3 separate regions of the Sus scrofa genome follow, and all the other regions are linked to region 3. Evidence: chromatin contacts called from public Hi-C data. All regions are on one chromosome and are shown on one strand. Each heading gives the region's core, a stretch centred on a gene start, on an enhancer-like site or on the middle of the called end of the contact. The rest is flanking DNA. Distances are from core to core; before and after follow the strand shown. Region 1 holds the start of NCL (nucleolin). Region 2 holds the start of PTMA (prothymosin, alpha). Region 3 has its middle 11 kb from the start of TEX44.

Region 1 (3,158 bases), core at 317-2,816, 100 kb after region 3:
TCGGGTTCGATCCCTGGCTCTGCTCAGTGGGTTCAAGGATCCAGCATTGCTGTGAGCTGTGGTGTAGGGCACTGATGCGGCTCTGACCCTGAGTTGCTCCAATTTGATCCCTAGACCTCGAACTTCCACATGCAAAGGTTGTGGCCCTAAAAAGACAACAAAAGAAAAACAACCACTGGGCTCTTACTGCATTTCGCCATGCTTTGGCTTATGCAGTTCTTTCTGTGCCCCCATCCGAGTTCAAAATCAGAAAACCTTTCTCACAGATCACGAGAAAGAAGGGTGCAGACCATAGAACTGGCCCCAGCCTCTTTGCTGATCAGAGAGCCCCAGTGGGTATCTGTGGGCTTCCTTTTCATTTAGTCTCAGGAGAGTTCTAGTAAGAATTGCAAAATAACTTGATTGCTCACAAGAATCCCCACAGGCCCTTGTTAAAATACAAAATCCTGGGCCCAATCCCAGACCTCTTTAATTAGAAACTCCAGAGGTGGTTCTGAACACTAGCTCAGTTGGGGAAATATCATCATAGCTGAAAGTATCCCAGTTTTGTTAACAGTTAGGTACCAGACGCCCAGGACGGAATCATCCTACCTGCACGGGCTCTAAACCAACGAGAGTGCTCTGGTTTTAAGTTTGACACTAAGTTTTGCCACAATGACCCATCTGAATAAATGGCAAAAGCACAACGCAAAGGCAATCTTCCGTGCCTTCGCCAGGGTACCTTCCTTTGACTGTTTTGTCAGACTCCTGGACCATCTGCTGACACTATCGTAGCAGCCACCATTTTTTAATAGGTGCTTTAGTCCAAATAACAAAGAAGAAACTTTTGAGTGGCTAAAGGCCCTGCTCTGCGGTTGGCTTGACCAACAACTTCTCCCCACCCTATCCCGGTGACCACTGAGGTGCTCCCTGTAGAGAAAACTATCTAGTGCAAGGTTTCTTGAAATTGAATACTGTTTTCTCGCTGCTTACAGCAAACTCCAGCGGCAGCTTCAGGCACGTGGTCTGGCTGGGAGTCCCTTTGGAGGCAGTCTCAAGCACACAGGGGCTTTCTAGCTCCTGGTTCGTTAGCGTGCGGGACGAAGGTGGGCCCTTAACGTGGGTGGACCCTAAATTTCCGGGGGGCTCATCAGCGGATAAAAGGAGCAAATTCTTATCGAAGAGTGCGGACCGGGGCCGCGCATGAGGCCTCCCAGGAAGCGCAAGACCTCTCTAGTAGAGAGGGTCCCAGACAAGTTCGGAAACCCGAGGCCATCCATATTCAACGCCCCGAGTTCGGGGAACAAGCGGCGCCAAAAATGTCCGTCCCACGGCGCAAGCGCCGAGAGCGCGGGCAGTGGATGGGCACTCCGGGAACCGCGCGCCCACGGTCCAATCAGCGCTGCCCTTGCACAAAGCGGGTCCCGCCCCCAGGGCGCCGCCACGAATCCCCTCCCCCTTCTCTGGCCTCCTTGGCCCGCCCACTCCCGCCCGCGCCCCGCCCCGCGCCGTTCTCGGGTAGAGGATCGCGATTGGCTTGTGGGAGGAGCGCGAACTCTGGTTGGTCGAAGCGGAGTCACGAGGTGCCGTCGTCGCCTTTCCAGAGGCGATTACTGGGCAGGCTCAGTCTTTCGTCTCAGTCTCGAGCTCTAGCTGGCAGCTAAGCGTACGCGCTCTGGGATCTTCAGTTCTAGTGGCCGCCATCGAGGTTGCTTGGGTTCCTCTGGGCTCACCTGCGCCACTCGCCAGCTACACACTCCGCCGCCATCATGGTAAAGCTCGCAAAGGTAAGAGGTTTTGTCGGTGCGAGCACGGACATTGAGGCCTGTTTTCCGAGGAGAGCGCGCGCGCGCGGCGCCGCCAGGAGGGCCTGCGCGCCGTCCCGGGCGCGTTCGAGGGCGCCATGCTGCGGGAAGTCTCGCGCGATTAGCTGGGAGGTCTCGCGGCTCTTGGCTGCTTGATGGCGAGGTGAAGAGCTTCAGCAGGTGTCGCGAATGGTGGATATGGCGGGGTGGGACTTAGGGGTTGAGAACGGGGAGGGGGCTCTGGGCCTCGGAGTGAACGGATGAGGGCAAACTCCTGCGACGGGCCGGAGCAGCGCCCCGCCTCCGGACGCACGTGTCCCCATGCGCGGCCCGCCACGTGGGCCTCGCCGCTTGGGTCCCGGTGCCTGCGGAGGGGACTGGACCCTCGGGCGGGGAGCGGCGGCCCATGGGGTCTTGGCTCAGACCGGGCGGGCGGACTCTAGGTGGTCTCCAGGAAGGAGGCCCTGCCGCGTGCTTTTTGCGCCAACCTGTGCGCCCATGGTGGCCTGCAAGTTACTCCACGTGGTCCTGCGGGGGCTGAAAGGGGCGGGGTTGATACCTCGGGGAAAGACTTAGTGGAAGATTAAAGGTTAAGATGTGAATTGTTTAAATTTTTTTTTTTTTTTTACTTTTTTGCCGCATCGGTAGCATACAGAACTTTCCTGGGCCAGGGATTGAACCCGCACCACAGCAGTGACTTGAGCCACAGCAGTGACAATGCCAGATCCTTGACCCGCTGAGCCACCCGGAAACTCTGTGCAAATTCTTTTTTAAAGGCTGCCTTAATTTAAATCCAGATGAGGGGGGTGGAATTAAGTGCCACACTTTAACCCCAAGGATTTTTTTTTTTTTAAGGTATTTTCTCCTGGCTGAAGGGCTATTCATACTTGCGGTTACAGAGGTCTGATTGTAGGCTATATGAAAAATTTTTTGGCCGTTATTCAAGGATCTGGGGGTATAGTTATAAAACGGGTGCGCTTAGGGAAGGCAGCAGGGAGAGGGAGAGTGTTTCCTTGACTTTTTACCTAAGGTTGGTATTTGTAGAACCTGACAGGAAATATGCGGGGAGTTTAGAATTTGTCTACTAATATTAACATTGATATCAAGAATAGTTTTTGTGTTAATTGTATTTAAGTATGAAAAGGGGGTTTTAAGCAAGATGACTGCCATTTTACTATGAAGAATGGTCAGAAATGTGGAAGGTGTAACGCACTTATGTTTGTGTCTGTTTTAGGCCGGTAAAAATCAAGGCGACCCCAAGAAAATGGCTCCTCCCCCAAAGGAGGTAGAAGAAGACAGTGAAGATGAAGAAATGTCAGACGATGAGGAGGATGATAGCAGCGGAGAAGAGGTACTCAGTGCCGAGTTGTCTTA
Region 2 (3,055 bases), core at 458-2,957, 79 kb before region 3:
CGCGCGGAGCACGTGGCCCCGGGCCGCCGAGTGCGCCCCTGACCCTGGAGACCTGGAGCCCGCGGACCGCACTGGCTCCGCCGATCGCGTGCGAGTTACTCGCCAGTCTTCCCGGGCCTCTGGACGCACCCCCAAGCAGGCCTAGATGCGCGGGCCTACGTTCCTGCATTTGGCGGGCAAAGTCCCGCGGGAGGCCGCCCCGAAGTCCGCGGGGCTCTTGTGAGTCCCGTAGCCCGTGGCTGGCGGAGACGCGCTCTACGGGGCTATTTACTGCTCCTAGCGGGAAATCACCTAGAAGGAAAGCGAACGCCCGCGCTGGGGAGGACCGACCCTCCCCTTCAAACTAGTTCCCAGGCTGGGCCCAGAGGGTGCTAAAGGGAGCCCCCTGCCGAGATCCGGACCCCAAGCTCCGCTCCTCCGGAGGAGTCGCCCCTGGGGAAAGACCAGAGGTGACGCCAGGGGCACAGGGGTTAAGGAGACGCCAAGGTGACTTGCGTCGGCACCCGCAGGGGCACGAGAGGAGTGCGCACAAGGGCCGAAGGGTAAAAAAGCGGTCCCGCCTCAAAGTGCCGTGCTCCCGCCGAGGGCGGAGACACTCCCCAGGGGAGACAGCGGGACCGACGCGGCGCGCAGGAGCGGAGCTGCGCCAAACGCGCAGGACCTCACAACCGAGGGCAATGATTCCGCAGCACCGGGGCCCAATAACTCCTGGACCCCGCAAAGAGCCAGCCGCGGCCGCAGCTTTTGTTCACCGGCTTAGCCCCCGAAGCCGCCGCACATACGGTGCCCCCCGGCAGCCGCGGGGGGCGCCCATCATCGCCCCGGCGTGCCGCTCCTTCACTTTCCGTTTCCTCCCCTCCGGCGCGTGGGCTCGCCGCCTCCTCAGCCCAGCCCCGCACCGCTGGTGAATTATTGAAACTGGGCGGCTGCTCCCGGCACACTCCCCTACCAAGACGCCCACCCCCGCCTCCCTAAGGGCACCCAGGGCGGAGAAGACCTTCACACCTCCGCGGAGACAACCGACGTCGCGGCCCGCCGGCCCACACCGCCTTATCACAGATTAGACCAGATAAACCTCCTCGGACCCACTACTAGGCGCGAAACAGGGCGGCCCGGAGCCGAACAAAGAGCAGCGCCGCCGGCGGGCTCTCGCCGCGGAGCCGCCACTTCCCGCAGCCGGCCCGCGCCGGCACACGCGCCCCCCCCCACTTCCGATTCCAAACGCGCTCGAGTTTCAAAGTTATTTCCGTGCGCCCCGCGGGCCGACGACCCTCAGCCGGGCCCCTAACCTCTCGCCGCCACTCAGACGAGTCACAAACAAGTTTCGGGAGCCCTGCAACAGCCTCCCCTAGAGCCTCTCAGCCGCCGCGCCCGCCCCCCCGGGTCCCTGAGGACCCCGGGCCCACTCCCCGACGGGCATCACGCTTGCCCGCGGCGCTTCCCACCCCCTCCCCCGCACACACAAAGAGTGGGCTGCCAAAGGGCCTAGGACGGGGGCGCGCGGGTTACCCGCAGAAAAGAGCAACAGCGGGGTCGGGGCACCCAGCTGCCGCGCGCCAAACACTATTCCGGCGGTGGCGACGCGCGGACCCCGAAGGGGCGGGCGGCGTCTAAACTCACCTTGGTGGTGATCTCGGAGCTGGTGTCCACGGCCGCGTCTGACATGATGGGGCACGCCGGTGATCCGATGCAGCGGATAAAAAAGGAAGCGGGAGTCCAAGGACTCTGGCGACAAAGCTGCCGGAGTCCGCGGCGGCAGAAGAGGCGCGCGGCGGAGGCGGCTGCGGCGAGCGGAGAGCCGGGCACGGGAACAATGCAAAGATGGCTTTTCAGACCAGCCAGTGGGGAACTCACGCGGCGCCAGAACCTTTAATATAGATTAGTGGGCGGCGCTCGGCCTCCCTTGCCCAAATACTATTGGCTGAGAGCAGGGAGCGGGCGCTCGCTCATTGGCTCGATTCCGAACAATGGGCAAGCGTGCTTAAAGCGGCAGTGCCTTGGTGCGTCCCGCGCTGCGCAGTCGCCCGCCGCACTGTCATTCAGGGTCTGAGTTTGCCGGGTCTCAGCCGCACCATTGCGGTGGGGGAGGGGCGCGAGCTCGCGCTCCGGGTGCGCGCTCCCGTGGCTGTTTTGCTGGGGCTGCTGACGCAGAAAGCTGAAGCGCGGCAAAGCTGCCCGCCCAGCCCCCCGTCCTCACCCCTCCCCGCGGCTGATCGGAACGAGGGGGAGGGAAGAGGAGGCGGCGGCCGGCGCATACGACGGCTGCCAGCGAGGGGGAGGGGAAGACCGGGTGCTGGGCTGTGCTCTCCCCGGGCGGTGCCCTGCAGGGTGCCTGTGGAGATGCCCGCCGCCCGCCCCGTGCCTTGGCACATTTCACCAAGAATTGTCCCTGCGCGGGTCCGCGAACCCCACGACGAGAGATGAGGGCGTGAGGCTGGGACCCGCGCACCTGGGCCACCCCGCCCTCTACCACGTCTACTCCCTCTGCCCTGGGCGCCCTGAGTCTTTGGGGAGGGAGGAACCCCGTTGCCCACCACCAACCCCGGCATCCATCACCTAAGCCAGCCGACGAGCGGGCTCTGTGCCAAGCACGCACACTCGGGGATTCGTGCTTCGAGGGGATTCGAGGGCCAGTTTGGGCTCTGCCCTCGAGCAGCACAGCCCGCGGGCCTCGCATCACACCTCGGGCCCCGCACTTTAGGATTCTGGTTTGCGCCAGCTCCGGGCGGTCATTGCCGTCGCGACAGCCTCTAGGATCCTTCCAGGGCCCGGCCTTCGAGTCTGTCCCTCTCCCACCCTACTTAAGGCTCTGCGGAGGGCATGTGAACTGCAGGCACGTGAACTTATTCATTGCTGGGGCGGGGGGCGCTATTGAGGGTAACAAATCTTCGCTTAGTCCCGCTGCTCTAGTCCTTGGGGGCTCCTTGAAGTTTGGGGCGCCATTTAGGGAACCACGCGGAGCCCCGAGATGGGAACCATCAAGACGCCACACTCAAAATGGCGTTGGGCTCGGCAAGCGTGGCGTGACGTGGCGACCTAACCCACGCAGACGACC
Region 3 (3,164 bases), core at 511-3,010:
GAATCGAGCTGTAGCTGCCGGCCTACACCACAGCCGCAGCAAAGCCAGCTCTGAGCCATTTGCAGCAATGAGGGAGCCTTAACCCACTGAGCAAGGGCCAGGGTTTGAACCCGTGTCCTCAAGGATACTAGTCAGGTTCTTAACCTGTTAAGCCACAAGGGGAACTCCCCGGGTGAGTCCTTGAACAGGTCCTGTGTGTGAAACTGAGATCACAGAGTCGGGTTCGTCCAGAGAGGAGGAGAGGACGAGAGCTGGAGGCTCTTTTCAAGAGAGGATCGGGCTGTGGAGACGCACTGCCCGGGAAAGCCAGCCCCGGGGCCACTCTCTGAGAGAGGCCAGATGCCGCCTGCCATCCAAGCTGTCAGACTGTTGATAAGAGACATGAAGATTTGCCCGGAGGGGGCAGATGCCTGGCTTGGGTGGGACAGGCAGGGCGCCCTGGCTCCTTCGCCAACAGCTGCTCTGGATGCTCAGCTTGTTCTCTGTGGCCTGGGTTCAGATACCGTGTCTCTGAGTCCAGCCTGGCCTGGAGACAGGCTGTCAGAGGCTTGGGTGTTACCCTGTTGTGACAGGTACCATTAGGAGGGAGGAGCCTGAGAGGCCTGGATAGACTGTGTCACTTAAGTCCTGAGACCTAGTTACACGGCTGAGTCCCGAGGGTCCCCCAGGCTGGCCTGGGCCAGGTCTTGGGCCCAAATTTAGGTCACTGCCTTCTCACCCGTCACGTTCTCTCTGCTCCCGCAGTGTCTTGTCCCTCACCTCCTTCCTCTCCGGCTCGGAACCTCAGCCTCCCTCCTCTGTGACTGGTGCCACCTGCCTCAGTTTACACATGTACTTGTCACTTTCACTCTCGCAGTTTACTCTCAGTGGGCAGGACGAGGGTCTGTTCCCTAGCTTTTCCCTTGTCCTGCGCTCATTTTTCTTTTTCTTTTTTTCCCCCATACTCATGCCATGTGGAAGTTCCCCAGCCAGGGATTGAACCCACACCACAGCAGTGACCCCAGCCGCTGCAGTGCCAAAAGCCAGATCCTTAACCTACTGTGCCACAGGGGAACTCCCGCAGTCATTTTTGAACAAGGGGCCTCTCATTTTATTTTTGTACTGTGACCCCCACATTATGGAACCTGACCTGCTGATCTGCTCTCACCAGGCCAGGAGGACAGGTTCCAAGGCGCTGGAGATCCCAACCTGACAAGGGGTTCCGAGTGCCAGAGGCATCTCATGTACTCTGGAAGGGGAGTGAATGTCCACGGGCCCACAGGAAGGCCATGCTGAGCGCCTACTGTGTGCCAGTGAGGGTGACAGTGCGGGGCCAGACTGCTACAAACAGAAGCGCTTTTCTTCAGGGAGTTTACCCAGGAGAGCGTTTATAAGTCAGACAAAGCCTGGCGTCCAGGGGCCTCCTGGGCAGGAGTGGGGAGAAAACCCGGGCAGCGGGGAGCCAAGTTGGGGAGCCCTGCTTTGGGCGCAGACCCCGCCCTGCCTGGGTCGCCGGCCTCCGAGAGCTGAAAGGGCCTCTGTGCTCCGTCCCCCGCCTGCCCGCCGGCCAGGAGCGCATTTCCTCAGCTGCGCCAGACCCCGGGGGCTCCGCAGACCCTCTGGGGACAGACACAAATAGTTCCCGGCCCTGCTGCCCCGGCCAGTTACCTTGGGAACCAAACTCAATCGCCTGACGTCATCGGGCCGTTGCATAGCAACCGGCAGAAACTCTCCCTCCAGCCTCCAGCTCTCCCCGCCTCCGCGGAGAGGTCGCCGTCGCCATGGAGACAGCGGGGCTGGGCAGGGTGGAGGATGCCCCCGACCCGCCGGCGCTGTTCTCGCCGCCCCTTGCCTGCTGGGCGGCGCCCTCCGCTGTGATCCGGGGCTGCTCCTTTCCGCGGCGGAAGGGAACCAGTCCCAGCGGAGGAAAGGTCGCCGCCTGGCTTCGGGCCGCCCGGCGAGGGCCCGGTGGTGGCCTAAGTGCGCTGCACAGCCCTTGGGATTTCTCTCCCAGAGAGAGGCCCTTGTTCCCATCTGACGGCCCCCTTTTGGATTCCAGTCTCATTGCTCACCAGGCCTCAACCTGGGCTCCTGCTCTGGTAACAAGGAGCAGGTGGCGGCACCGTCCCAGGCCCCTCCCCTGCAGTCGCCCAGGACATCTCAGTCGCGCTTGGCCACCTGCCTTGCGGGAGGAGACACGAGGCCCTGCTCGCACACTCTGCTCCGGTTCCTGGTCCCCTCCTCCACTCCTGTGCCTGCCCCTGGCGTCTGTGCTATGATGATGCGATCCGTGTTTACTGGGCCCTGCCTGGGTGCGGTTCGGCCAGGCCACCCCTGGGTGGGAGGAAGGGGGAGGGAGGTGCCTAGCTGACCATTTCCCATAGTTTCTGGCGTGGGTGTTGTTCTGAGGCTCCTCCATCTCCCCGCCCATTTCTGCTTCACACCATAGCAGATCATAAATTGCTGAATCCCAAAGCCCAGTCTGGGAGATAAGGCCCAGAACCCCTCAGGGGCCAGCAACAATCTGCCGCTATGTCCTGCCCCCCTCTGCCCCAACTTACCCATCTTAGACCAGGGGTAACCCCGGTGGTACTCTTCCAGGTAGAGGCCAGTGGCTACAGTTCCGATTAGACCCCTAGCCTGGGAACCTCCATATGCCACGGGTGCGGCCCTAGAAAAGACAAAAAAAAAAAAAAAACCCAAAAAACCCCAAAAATCCCCCACTGTATTTTGACAAGCAGTAATAAAATACATGTGATCAGAAACAAAACATGTGTTTTAGGTGATATTTAATATTCAGACGTCTAGGAGTTCCCCGGTGGTCTAGTGGTTAAGGATCTGGCATTGTCACTACTGTGGCTTGGTTTCAGTCCCTGGCCCAGAAACTTCCACATGCCACAAGAGTGGCAAAAAAAAAAAAAAAAAAAAAAAAAAAAAAAAAAAATCAGAGATTCAAAGGAATAATTTTCAAAGCATGGAGTTGGAGAGAAAACACTTCAGAACGCCTCAGATCTTTCCAAAGTACATGGTCTGATTGTGGGCAGTACGTTCGCAGACACGCCCACACACGTGTGATGATGGGCACTTCCCAGGCTTGGAGCCTAGGTCTGGGCTCTGTGAGACCTTGTGCAACCATCTGGCCTCATCTGGAGTCTGGCCTGATTTTGTGGGAAAAGCAGCTTTTA

What was found. Hi-C and Micro-C count contacts between places; a contact is called where the count stands out from the background.
Region 1: a Hi-C map of mesenteric adipose tissue shows a contact between it and region 3, with 2.3 times the contacts expected there. The contact joins the promoter of NCL here to the enhancer-like site in region 3. A contact is called at or near these places in 4 of 47 Hi-C or Micro-C datasets (embryonic fibroblasts, liver, mesenteric adipose tissue and 1 more) and 1 of 2 datasets of contacts at active chromatin or transcription factors (alveolar macrophages).
Region 2: a Hi-C map of skeletal muscle shows a contact between it and region 3, with 3 times the contacts expected there. The contact joins the promoter of PTMA here to the enhancer-like site in region 3. A contact is called at or near these places in 4 of 5 promoter capture datasets (fetal liver, fetal skeletal muscle, liver and 1 more), 29 of 47 Hi-C or Micro-C datasets (adipose tissue, alveolar macrophages, blood and 14 more) and 2 of 2 datasets of contacts at active chromatin or transcription factors (alveolar macrophages and skeletal muscle).

The regions. Positions count from the first base shown.
Region 1 is chr15:132,172,622-132,175,779 of Sscrofa11.1, reverse strand. It overlaps NCL (nucleolin), which reads left to right and starts at 1,566. Exons shown (of 14, transcript XM_021074959.1): 1 at 1,566-1,766; 2 at 3,019-3,135. The coding sequence starts at 1,749.
Region 2 is chr15:132,355,210-132,358,264 of Sscrofa11.1, reverse strand. It overlaps PTMA (prothymosin, alpha), which reads right to left and starts at 1,707. Exons shown (of 5, transcript NM_001160086.2): 1 at 1,621-1,707. The coding sequence starts at 1,665.
Region 3 is chr15:132,275,742-132,278,905 of Sscrofa11.1, reverse strand. No RefSeq gene overlaps it. Among named protein-coding and RNA genes, the nearest start is that of TEX44, 11 kb to the right of the region's middle. Within about 2 kb of position 1,760, at least 67 of the 83 cell types and tissues checked have an H3K27ac peak or open chromatin away from gene starts, as enhancers often do. A contact at or near this core is called in adipose tissue, alveolar macrophages, brain and 10 more, where this site is marked.